2 separate regions of the Mus musculus genome follow, and region 2 is linked to region 1. Evidence: chromatin contacts called from public Hi-C data. All regions are on one chromosome and are shown on one strand. Each heading gives the region's core, a stretch centred on a gene start, on an enhancer-like site or on the middle of the called end of the contact. The rest is flanking DNA. Distances are from core to core; before and after follow the strand shown. Region 1 has its middle 14 kb from the start of Gm34894. Region 2 overlaps Gm35239 (a long non-coding RNA gene).

Region 1 (5,331 bases), core at 1,802-4,301:
GGTGGCCCTACGGAGGAAGAAGTATGCGCCACACTGTGCAGTACAAACCTGACTGTGGACTTGTCCCATATACACCCCGCGGCTTCAGTCCTCTAACTTCCTGTCAGAAACCTGACTGAAGTAGGGTTTCAATGATGGATGGTTTCTACCTCTCTCAACTCCACAGATGAGGAACGAAAGCTCAAGCGTGAGGGAGCAGAGGGTAGCCCAATCTTGGCCATGATGAGAACCTTGGCAGCCTGCATTGGTATGCAGGGCAATGAACACACACCTTTAATACGTTCACAGTCCATTAGTTAACACAGGCTATGCTCCACCTGAAAGAATGTCCACCGAGTTCTCATTTAACCTGTCTTTCCTGTGTGGACCAAGGAAGGAACTGTCTGCAGATATCCCCTGGACTAGTTCTTGGCTGTGTGTAAACAAGACGCTTCACTTGAGTCATAATTGGTCTCCAGATAATTAACTCATGGACTTTGGTGGTTAAAAGTTTCCTCTCGGAGCACCTTGAGATTTTGCTAATATCGAGTGCACAGGGAAGGAAAAGAGGGAAATCTGCTTAGGGGCAATATTATGACTTGTTATGCTTTTGGAACCAGTTTGGCAGGATTTTACTGTGTACTTGAACCAGTTTGACTGGCTGCTCCCCCCCCCCCCCCCCCATATTTCAGATTGATCAAGACTGTACTTTAATTTGCTGAGTTACAAGAAGTCCTTCGATTTGCTACTTGGTTCCTTAAATAGCTGGTGTTCGACTCACTCCTTTGACTTTCTCCATGAGGACTCACTCTATCACTGCTCAATAACCCTGGGGCTGGTTTGGATCCAGCTGCTCAAGGACCTTCTGAGGAGCCAATTGGGCCAGATTTATTCTATGAGGTGAGATTGGAATAGGAGTTGACTTAAGCAGAAAGCCAAAATTAAATCAGGCACAAAGCAAATGAAAAAAAAAAAAGATTATGCAGTTTGCTTCTAAATTAAATATGAATGTGCGGCGAGCTGCGTTTCCTTCAGTCAGCCAAGGGCCAGCTGGCACCTATGTGGTAGCTTTAGCAGCATGGAAAATCTCCTCAAAACCTGACTTCATGTCTTTCCCCTTGATTCAAGGCACCCAAAGAGCTTTTGACTGAAGGTCTTGTCAACAGGACAACAGAAGCAGAAATCAACACTGAGTTGGATACTCACTTGCCGGTCTCTTCAGGTTTCCATTAGAAAGCTCTTGTACTCATTAGCTATTTGTTCCAGACCAGATGCATGAAAACAAGAAATAAAAAAGGCAAGGCTATGACTGCTCCTAGATATGATGGAGGAGGTTTATTATAGATTGTGGGAGAGCATAGCCAGAGGTAGGGACATCTGGGAGAGTCCAGGATGAACATGGCCAAGCTGAGCCTGGCCATATGAGGAGATGGGGGAGGGGAGGGGAGCTTCGAACCACGAGGGGCAGCCTGGGCCAAGAGACTGACCAAGGGAGAAAAGATTAGACCTGAAGGTCAGGTAACCAAAATGGCTGGATTATAGGGAAGGGCAGCTCTTTCCCTGGGCTGGAGAAATTTAGGGTAGGGAGCAAGGTATGCCAGCCAGAAGGATCCTATAGCAGGTAGGGACTGCAGGATGCTGGGCTAGCATCAGCTTTGGTATGGGCACCTCAGCCATGTGTCCTGGGTTGGAGACCTAACTGCTGGAATACATCTGTATCTGGGGATGCTAGACCTAACTACCAAGCTATTTGAGGTTTAAGTGTGTGTAGGGTGAGTGTGGGGGGTGGGGAGTGGCTTCTTGGGGGTGGAAGCCAAGAGACCAGTCAGTTGGAGATGGAGCATCAGAGCTTACAAGATCACTTGCAAGGAGTCTGGCAGCCACAGCATTCATCACAAACATATTAGTCAATTGTTTTCTGAGCTTCTTTTATATTGGGAAACCAGAGGGCACTTTTTGTCCGAGTATTTCATTCTCTACTGATCTCTTCCTGTGAGACATTAAGAATGCTCTCCTGCCCTGGGTGAGTCAGAGGTCAGGAGGCAGGACATCTTGCACGTTTTTTGCATACACCCACCAAACATCCTGTGACTCAGTCCACCTCTTAATGGCTTGTATAGTGCACTTTGAGAAGCATCTAAGGTTTAGCCTCATAAAAATCAGAAACAGAAACTCTCTGCTTGTCTGACACCCAATATACAAACTTCCCAGAGCAAGATTAGCTGCGATTGAGAAGATCCCCGGAACACACGAACCCCCTAGTGCTAAAATTAGGAGCCTTGGGAACCTGAAATGATTGGTCAGCTTTCAGCTCTTCTGCAGAGAAGAAACCAAAAGCCAGGAGGCTTGCTTGCCCAAGCTACCACAATTTGTCATCGACAGACCTAGGCCAGATCCCAGGGTGGTAGGGTTCGTGTTCTTTGTAATGCCGGAATGTTCTTTTATTCCTGTGGGGACAGTACAGAACAGGTGTCCATGGCTCTGTCCTGCCTGTTTTCTAAATACAGGGACTTGTTTGTCACAGATACGCTCCTTCCTAATTAGCAGTATGTCCCACCCAGATAGCCATTAATCAATAGTGAGATCAAGTCTCTGTTTCTGGAGTCTGAACAACATAGTGTGAACAGGGAGCAGGGAGCTCCGTGAGCAGTGTCAGCAGTGGGTAAGCAAACCGGATTGTGCAAGGACTGAGAGGCCGCCCTGCAGAGAACACAGAGAAATACCGCACAGGGTGTAAACACCAGAGGCAAGGAAGTATTATTTCCCTGTCCTCAGAGGAAAACCATGGTCAACAGAAAAGCATTATAGTCCTCCTGACAGGAGAAGAAAGGTAACCATGGAGACACCCCATGTGGTAATGACCATGTAATGGAAAATGGTGTCACCTGACATTCATGTGTATGTGTGTTCTGAGGTCTGCTAAGGAACTCAGCAGTACTGTCTATCTAGATCTGAGGGCTGCTGTTTTCCTTGCTCTGTGTTCCTTGGACACAGAGTTTTCCTAAGGTAGCACAGATTCCTAGGGATGGTAAGCCTGTTAGGTGCAGCTCTTTACTATCCTTAATTGAGTGCCACCGTGTCTCTCTGATGCTGTGTGTGTGTGTGTGTGTGTGTGTGTGTTCTGTCTGCTTGCCTGGAGGGGCCCTGGTTGCCGTGTGCACGAGGGAACATCAGAAATGTGATCTGCTGAGGATTAAAGCTGGAGGACGTCTATTGGCAACTGGGGGTCAGGAACAAACTTTTTATAGTGCTTTGGCAGTTGCTCTCTTATATTTGGGAGGAAGCCCAAGGAAGTGACACATCTAAAGGGGGTGGCGTAAACACAGTGGGAGTGACTAAGATGTTGTGACACTTGTTTTGGGTGTTACTCCTCAAGGGGAACTTGGGTACCTCCGTTTCCATCCCACACCGCCTTTTCCTGCTGCTGACCTGAAACAGGTTACCCGTTCTGACTAATCTCTGAAAATGCAGGTAGACAGTGACTGAAGTGACCTACTTTGTACATGCCTGGGATGATGTCAATCAGCCAGCTTAGAAGGCAGCATTTCTGCTTTGGGTTGATGCCCGGGCTGGGCACTGACTTCAGGACATTACTTAAAAGAATGGAGTTGTGGAGTTGTACTCCCGGTGCTACGGGATGGAAGCAGAAGATCCAAAGTCCTCCTCAGAAAACTTGAGGCTAGCGTGGGATACACGAGATTTTGCCTCAAAAAGCAAACAGCAGCATAAAAAAAAAATAAAAAAAAAAAAATAAGTGAGATTGGGACTACCTATCAATCACAAGTAAATGGGGTCTGGGGTGTAGCTCAGAGGCAGTACACTCGCTTAGCATGCCCCATCTGTCGAGAAAGACATATGGGAAACAAACAGAGAGAGAAAGGGCAGCAGAACGGAACCTGTGTGCTGAGCTAGCACACTCCTATAATTCCAGTTACTCCAGAGTCACAGGGAAGGATGAGTCTAAATTCAAGGCCAGCCTGAGCAACTTAAGGAGACTCTTTCTCAAAAAGAAAAGGGCTGAGATATAGCTCAGTGGCGGAGCATTTGCCAGCATGTGCGTGCCACCACCTTACCTCCTTAGTGCTGATGAAAAAGAAAGAAAAACGTTGTGAAGAGGATGTGCTTTTTCATATGCCACAGGCCTGCTTCCCCTACTGCCAGCCTCACGCTATTATTGTGCCCTCACCACCTCTGGACCAGTGCTCACACTTTGTCAGATCCTTCAGTTGTCAGTCACTGTCCCGATTCTGCCCCTATTCCACTGAGCGTGCCATATCACGTCTAGCCATTGTGTCTCCTCTGGCATCTCCTGGATGCAGCACATCTCCAGGTTACTGACTGTTCTTGCTTCTGATGATCTTGGCAGGGTCTTGGTCAGGGGTTTCACTTGTATTACTTATTTATCTATCTGGCACTGAAGGTTGAGCGGGGCAAGGGCTCAACCACTGTTGTAGTTTCATTCTGTTGCTGTGATGAAACACCATGATGAGGGGAGGAAAGGGCTGATTTCAATTTACAGTCCTAGCTCACAGTCCACCAAGGAGGGAAGCCAAGGCAGGAACATGAAGGCAGGCCTGCTTGCTATTCCACACATTACCTGAAACCAAGGAATTCGGTTCACAGCCAAAGTACAGGAGAAACCGAAGAGGATGCTGCTTGCTGGCAAACTGTCGGGCCTACTTATACTTAGCTAGCCACTGATGAGATGACTACTACCCCCCTCTCCCTCCCCCTCCCCTCCTCCTCCTCTCCCTCCTCCTCCTCCCCCTCCTCTCCCTCTTCCCCTTCTCCTCCTCCTTTTCACCCTCCTCCCCTCCTCCTCCCCCTCCTCCTCCTTTTCACCCTCCTCCCCCTCCTCCTCCTCCTCCCTTCTTCCTTTTTCTTCCTCCTCCTGCATCCTAGCCTGCCTGTAGGAACCTGGAAGTCTCACCTCTTCTGCCCAGCCATTGGCTACTAGCATCTTTATTGATCAATCAAAAACCAATTGGGGAACAGGAGCTTCAGCGTTCACACGCAGATTTCCAATCAAAGTATCAGAACACCCCCTACATATTGGGGCCTTGAGGTTTGTAGTGTGGTCTTTACGTCCTATCCACTTTTCTGCTTCTTGAGCTACCAGATGTAAGCAAGCAGCCTTGCATCCCTGTTGCCCGTCTTTCTTGCCACAAAGGGCCCCTGATAAAGGTCAGGTCAATAGCTCAGCAGGTCAAGGAGCTGGCTGCTGAGCCTGACAACCGGAGCTTGAGGCGAGCCTGAAGGTTGGCTCTATCTACGTCCTCATGTGTGCCCCGTGGCATGTGCACATGCACACACACAAAATTCAATGTAAAACATTACAAATGGGGGCTGGTG
Region 2 (5,331 bases), core at 891-3,390, 760 kb after region 1:
TACCTATTAAATGCAAGGTTTCTGGTTTCTGCTCCTGTGCACAGCTGAGAAAGCCAACAGGGGCAAAATAAGACTCCAAAACCAAAAAAAACTAAGCGTTCTAAACTGGGCATAAGCAGTCACGGGGGCTGTGGCACAAGGCTTACTTAAAGAACAGAGGTTGGGAAGAGACACGAGGGATCTGGATTAGCAAAGAGGTAACCTAGAGAGAGGAGCAAGCCAAGTGTGTCAGAGACAGATAGTTCCAGAAACTTGAACATTTCCCCCCTCAGACACATTTTCACTTAGTAGCCCAGGCTGGCCTTAAACTTGCAGTTTCCTTGACTCAGCCTCTCAATTACTGAGATCCTGTGTGTCCTACCATACACAGCTCAGGACTTAAACAATGGAACTCAAATGTCATGAACATGTTGAGACACAGTGGGCTTGAGGGATGTGTCTTTGTAGCTACTAATGTAGTGTTTTGCTATCAGCAAACACTCATTAATCAGCTGCATAGAATTTTCTGATGGTGAGAATGATGTTGGTAGAAAGCCCTGATTTTGATGTTCAGCCCCTTTCTCCTGTACAATTTTGTGATGATAGGAGGAGCCAAGAAGCAGATGATGAAACAGCCTGTTTAAGATTCTGAGAGATTGAGTGTTGATACAACCTGGAATGTGAAGAAATTCTGCCAACATATGGGTTTGGACAGAGGTAAATGGCAGGTGACCTTCAACTAAAGCACTTGAGATTTGTCTTAGTGTGGAACTCTAGAAGGGACTTTAGTGAGCAGTATAACATACATAAATATACTATAGGAAGATCGCCAGATGAAATGTAAGTCTTGGGTTAGAAGAATATAAATAGGGACAGAGAAACCAGTTGGAACAAAAATGGCAGGGCAATTTGGGGAATTATAATTTTGATTTGAACTGGGATATTGGCAATGAGAGTCAAGACACACAGATATATCCAAGAAGGAAGTCTTTAACATTGGTTGGATGTGAGGGACCTTGAGTGAAGAGGAGTGGTGGGACTTGACTTGCAGATTCATTTGAACAATGATAGTAGGTAGTGCTAAAAATAGATACAGAAGAACATGAGAGATGATAGAACGTGGGAGATGATAGAGGGAGATGAGGAGTTCTGTCTTCTACATACTGACCTTGAGAAGCTTGTAAGGCAATTTATAGATGGGGAGGCAGAGAGGAAGAAAGAGGGAGTGCAAGTCTGCAGAAACCTAGGCACAGATATAGATATGTAAAGAAGACTAACCATGAGTGGTCAGAGAGGCATTATGTACACACAGGGAATGAGTTTGGGGGAAAGACTTTAAAGAAAAGGGGACTGCTATAGTTTCTCCACCTTTAAATCATCTAGTTTCTATGTTCCCAAATATTTTAGATTGCTCATGATCAATAAAGTCTTATATTGGGGGAGTGGGTAAGAAAACCAGTGTGAACAGTACTGTGCCAATGACACAGTCTGAAGGTCATTACATTTGTTTGGGTTCTGATCTCTGATGATTTTTACCTAATGCTACAGAAAATGAGAAAAAAAAACAAAACCAAAAACCAAAAACCTCTTTATTTATTGTGCAAGTTCACAAATACTAGCCAGCAAAGCAAGTGACCTATAAATACTCTGAGAACATTAAGGTAAGTGCGTTTTTTAAAAGGTTATGTCTTTTGGCTACTGCCTAATGTGATGATCGGTGAGAGCAGAACTGAAGACTGGCAGGAGATAGTAATGAAAGGTGGTGTGCAGTCCTTTTGGCCTCACGAAGAGCAGTGGACTAAATCTGTTCCCAGAGGGAGGCTTGATGAGCGATGACCTCGATACTCTTTTAAACATTCTGACAGTGAAGTAATGGATGCTTCTTTTACTGTTTGACTAGCAGGTTCTTGTCTGAGCGATTAGATCTATTATGTTGAATCTACTTAAAGGGTTACCTAAGGGCACAGTGGCTGAAGCATCAAAGCAGCTATATTTGTCTCTGTTATAGGCAGTGGGGACTGCAAAAGGCATGCCGTAAGAGGAGTCGAGTGGGTGCTGTAACATCAAAGTCCCTTTTCCCCCAGTAGTGGGAAGAGAGCAAGCACAAGGTCTGGAGAAGATATACTTCCCCCAACAGCCCACTCTGCTGATGAAGAGCTGGTGATTCACACTTGGATGGCCTTCCACTCCTACCCTTTCCCTAACAACACAAAGCCTGACTCAATCCTGAACCTTGCTAACAAAACAGATTTGCTCTTTTTTCGTCTTAGCAGCTTTGGAGTCTAAAGACGGACTCTGTGGGAAGGCAGATCCTTAGTTACCTCCTCCCCAAGCTGTTGCAGGAATTTCAGATCTCTGCTTGCTAAAGCACGCTCATGGAGCTCAGAGTTTTGGGGGGTTGGGGTGCTGAATGTACAGCCTTGGACACCCCTCACTCAACTCTGGGATTTTCTCCCTCTAACAAGGAGTTTGGCATTAGGGGTCTTCTAGGGCCCCCTATCTGCATCTTCGCCACCTGATTCCAAAAGAGTCTGGTCTTTCCATGACAAGCTTGACTGGCTCTTGAGAGCTGTTCTGTACTTGAACACGATGTCATAATAGGTCAGTCTGCTGAGAAGAACCTTGCTTGCTGAAGAAACCCATCAGGGAAGAGTCTTCTAGGTTGGAAATGTACTTATTCCTCTGGGAGATGGAAGACAAAGGATGCTGCTGTAAGGAGCCAAGAAAGCGTTAAATTTTCCTAGCTCTGTCAGTGCTCGCCCAGTACCCTGGCTGGTTTAGTTTGTGTTTACCTCCATGAAAAGCTTCCAGGTTTAAAGAAAGGGTATCATGAAGAAGCAGATGTCACAAACTTAGCTCGGACACTAGGTTGTTGTGTGACCTTGGATCAATTGTTAAACTTTACATACCACATTGTCTTTGCCTGTTAACTAATGATGCCTCATGGGAAGACTAAATGAACCCACACATACACAGCGGCCTTGAGTGTGTTTTGGGAGGTCACCTTCTGCATCTTCAGTCCCTTTACGCACCTTTGCTTATCCCTATCTGATCTCACCTTTGGTGCTGAGGGAAGTCTTCTGTTGTTTCCTAGTGCTTAGGTCCCCCTGGTGCTCCATGTATATCACTTATATTCTGGTGATGGCTTTCTTATATTGTTCTAGTATTGCTGGTCACCAAGGGAATACTGCTTATCATTCTACAATCGCTGGCCAAGTCTTAGGTGCATATGAGTGAAAATAGAAAACAATAAATTGCAGAGAGTGAAAGAGGACATTATGTGTAGTAGTTAAACCCTCTGTGGATGCTTAAACCAGCTTGCCTGGGTTTGAATCTTAACGTCACCAGCACAGACCTTTGCAAGTTTAGGGAGTTGTTGGACCTCTCTGCTCCTTAGTTTGTTTATCTGTGTAATGGCTATGGTAAAAATAAAACTTCTTTCCCAGGACTTTTGTGATGATTAAATAAATTATTGTTTAAAGGTGGTTTTGGCTGATGCTGGAGAGAACCTATTGTTATTTTAAAGAGCACAGGCTTTTGATTAGACAAAATTGAGCCCAGAGCCTGTTATATAGCTTATCATAAATTGCCCTTGAACAGAAATTATTCAATTTCTCTATACTGTACTGCACTTCTCATTTAAATAGGAGTAAAACTACACTCTTATCAACTGCGAGGGTGAAATTAGGATGAGAATCCAAAACATTGCATGTGTCTGGTAAGTGTTGATTTCTAAAACGCAGCCAGAGTTTGTCAATTGCCACATGGGGAATTGTTGAAGTAGCCCAGACCCTGTTTAGGAAACTGAAGAACTGTATCTTACCCTGAGCAAAGAGAAGAGTTGAGTCAGGGTGGCTGTGGGTAAACTGTAGGGAGAGATGCTAAAGCTACTTTGTGTGGGTTGCTAAGCTGTATCATAGGGAGAGATGCTGAAGTTACCTTTGTGTTGGTTGCTAAGGGGTATCATCACTGTCTTGACCAAATTAGGTCATTAAAATGTTGCCTTTGGAAGGGACTAGAGTCTTTGCCCATGGGAAATGCCAGCACAGGTCCATGCCCGTCGAGTTTGAGCGTATCTGTCATTATGTAAGGCATTCCTCATGTTTGTCCTTATGTAGGCATCTCAGTTAGTGTCATGGTGATGCATCAGGTGTGGGTGAGGAGAGATCTGTCGTCCCCGTAGCTAAGTGACTCTTCAAATCTTATTCTTAGAGAAGGTGAAGTTTAACAATGCAGACCTTGTGTATCTGAGGGGTACACTTGGCTTATTCTTTTAAACTGGAGGAGTTTAAAAAAAAACATGCTGAAGTTCATAGAGACCTAGTTTCTGGGTTCAGATTCTTGGTTCTTAATTTGAAATCTGATTTGTCCCTGAATGATGTTTTAGGTCTGTGGAGTGATCCTCCTCTTCTCTGTCAGCAGTGAGGGGCCAACGACTTTCTAACTTAGTAGATAGAGATATTTGAGGGGGTGGTCTCAGTCAGGAGCTCCACTAAGTCTGTCAGTCTTACAAGTAACAGGGCAAGAGAAAGCAAAGAGAGGCAGGCAGCCTTGACACTCATGGCTTCTTCCCAAGGTGACATTGCTCCGTTCTGAGCCCGTCTTCTGCCATACTCTGGGTCTTCGTTTGGACTTCATGGTCCAAGTTTCTAACTACCAATCTTCTCTTTGTATCTTAATTACTTTTTTGTTTTTGAAGGTAACATTGAATTGGGCAATTCAATCAGTTCTTTGGTAAGGAGATGTCATCATACATTTATGCCTCAGAATTTCAGATTTATTGCATGTTTGCTTATAAAATCTCATTAGCTCATCAAAATCTTGTGGATTCTCTATCTGCAGTGATAGCAACTGGCTTCAAATGTGACTATATCAGTTACAACTTCCTTTCTTCATTACCTCCAAATTTTTTACGATTCTAGTCTTATCTACACTCTATCCCTGTAGGAGCAAGATTAATGTCATTTTGCAGAAAAAATTCAGGTATACGAAGTTTAAAGAAAGCTTTTGGGAGCATGAAATGGGGGTAAACTCCTGTAATCTCAGCATTTGAGAGGCATCCTGGATTGGGAGTCATCCTCAACTATGCCAGGGCTGAGGTCATAGCTCAGTGGTAGACAGAGTGCTGGCATAATATGTGTGAACCCTGAGTTCAATCCTTAGTAACACACACACACACACACACACACACACACACACACCACACACCACACACACACACCACACACGCACACACACACACACACACACACACACACACACACACATCACACACCACACCCACACACACACACCACACACACACACACCACACACACACACACACCACACACACATCACACAACACACACA

What was found. A called contact is a pair of places that touch in the nucleus more often than the background predicts.
Region 2: a Hi-C map of bone marrow-derived macrophages shows a contact between it and region 1, with 14 read pairs. The contact joins two enhancer-like sites. A contact is called at or near these places in 1 of 484 Hi-C or Micro-C datasets (bone marrow-derived macrophages) and 2 of 115 datasets of contacts at active chromatin or transcription factors (double positive thymocytes and microglia).

Annotation. Positions count from the first base shown.
Region 1 is chr12:51,863,215-51,868,545 of GRCm38.p6, forward strand. No RefSeq gene overlaps it. Among named protein-coding and RNA genes, the nearest start is that of Gm34894, 14 kb to the left of the region's middle. Within about 2 kb of position 3,052, at least 271 of the 459 cell types and tissues checked have an H3K27ac peak or open chromatin away from gene starts, as enhancers often do. A contact at or near this core is called in bone marrow-derived macrophages, where this site is marked.
Region 2 is chr12:52,626,776-52,632,106 of GRCm38.p6, forward strand. It overlaps Gm35239 (a long non-coding RNA gene), which reads left to right. Exons shown (of 7, transcript XR_001780617.2): 3 at 586-696. Among named protein-coding and RNA genes, the nearest start is that of Gm23296, 25 kb to the left of the region's middle. Within about 2 kb of position 2,141, at least 17 of the 459 cell types and tissues checked have an H3K27ac peak or open chromatin away from gene starts, as enhancers often do. A contact at or near this core is called in bone marrow-derived macrophages, where this site is marked.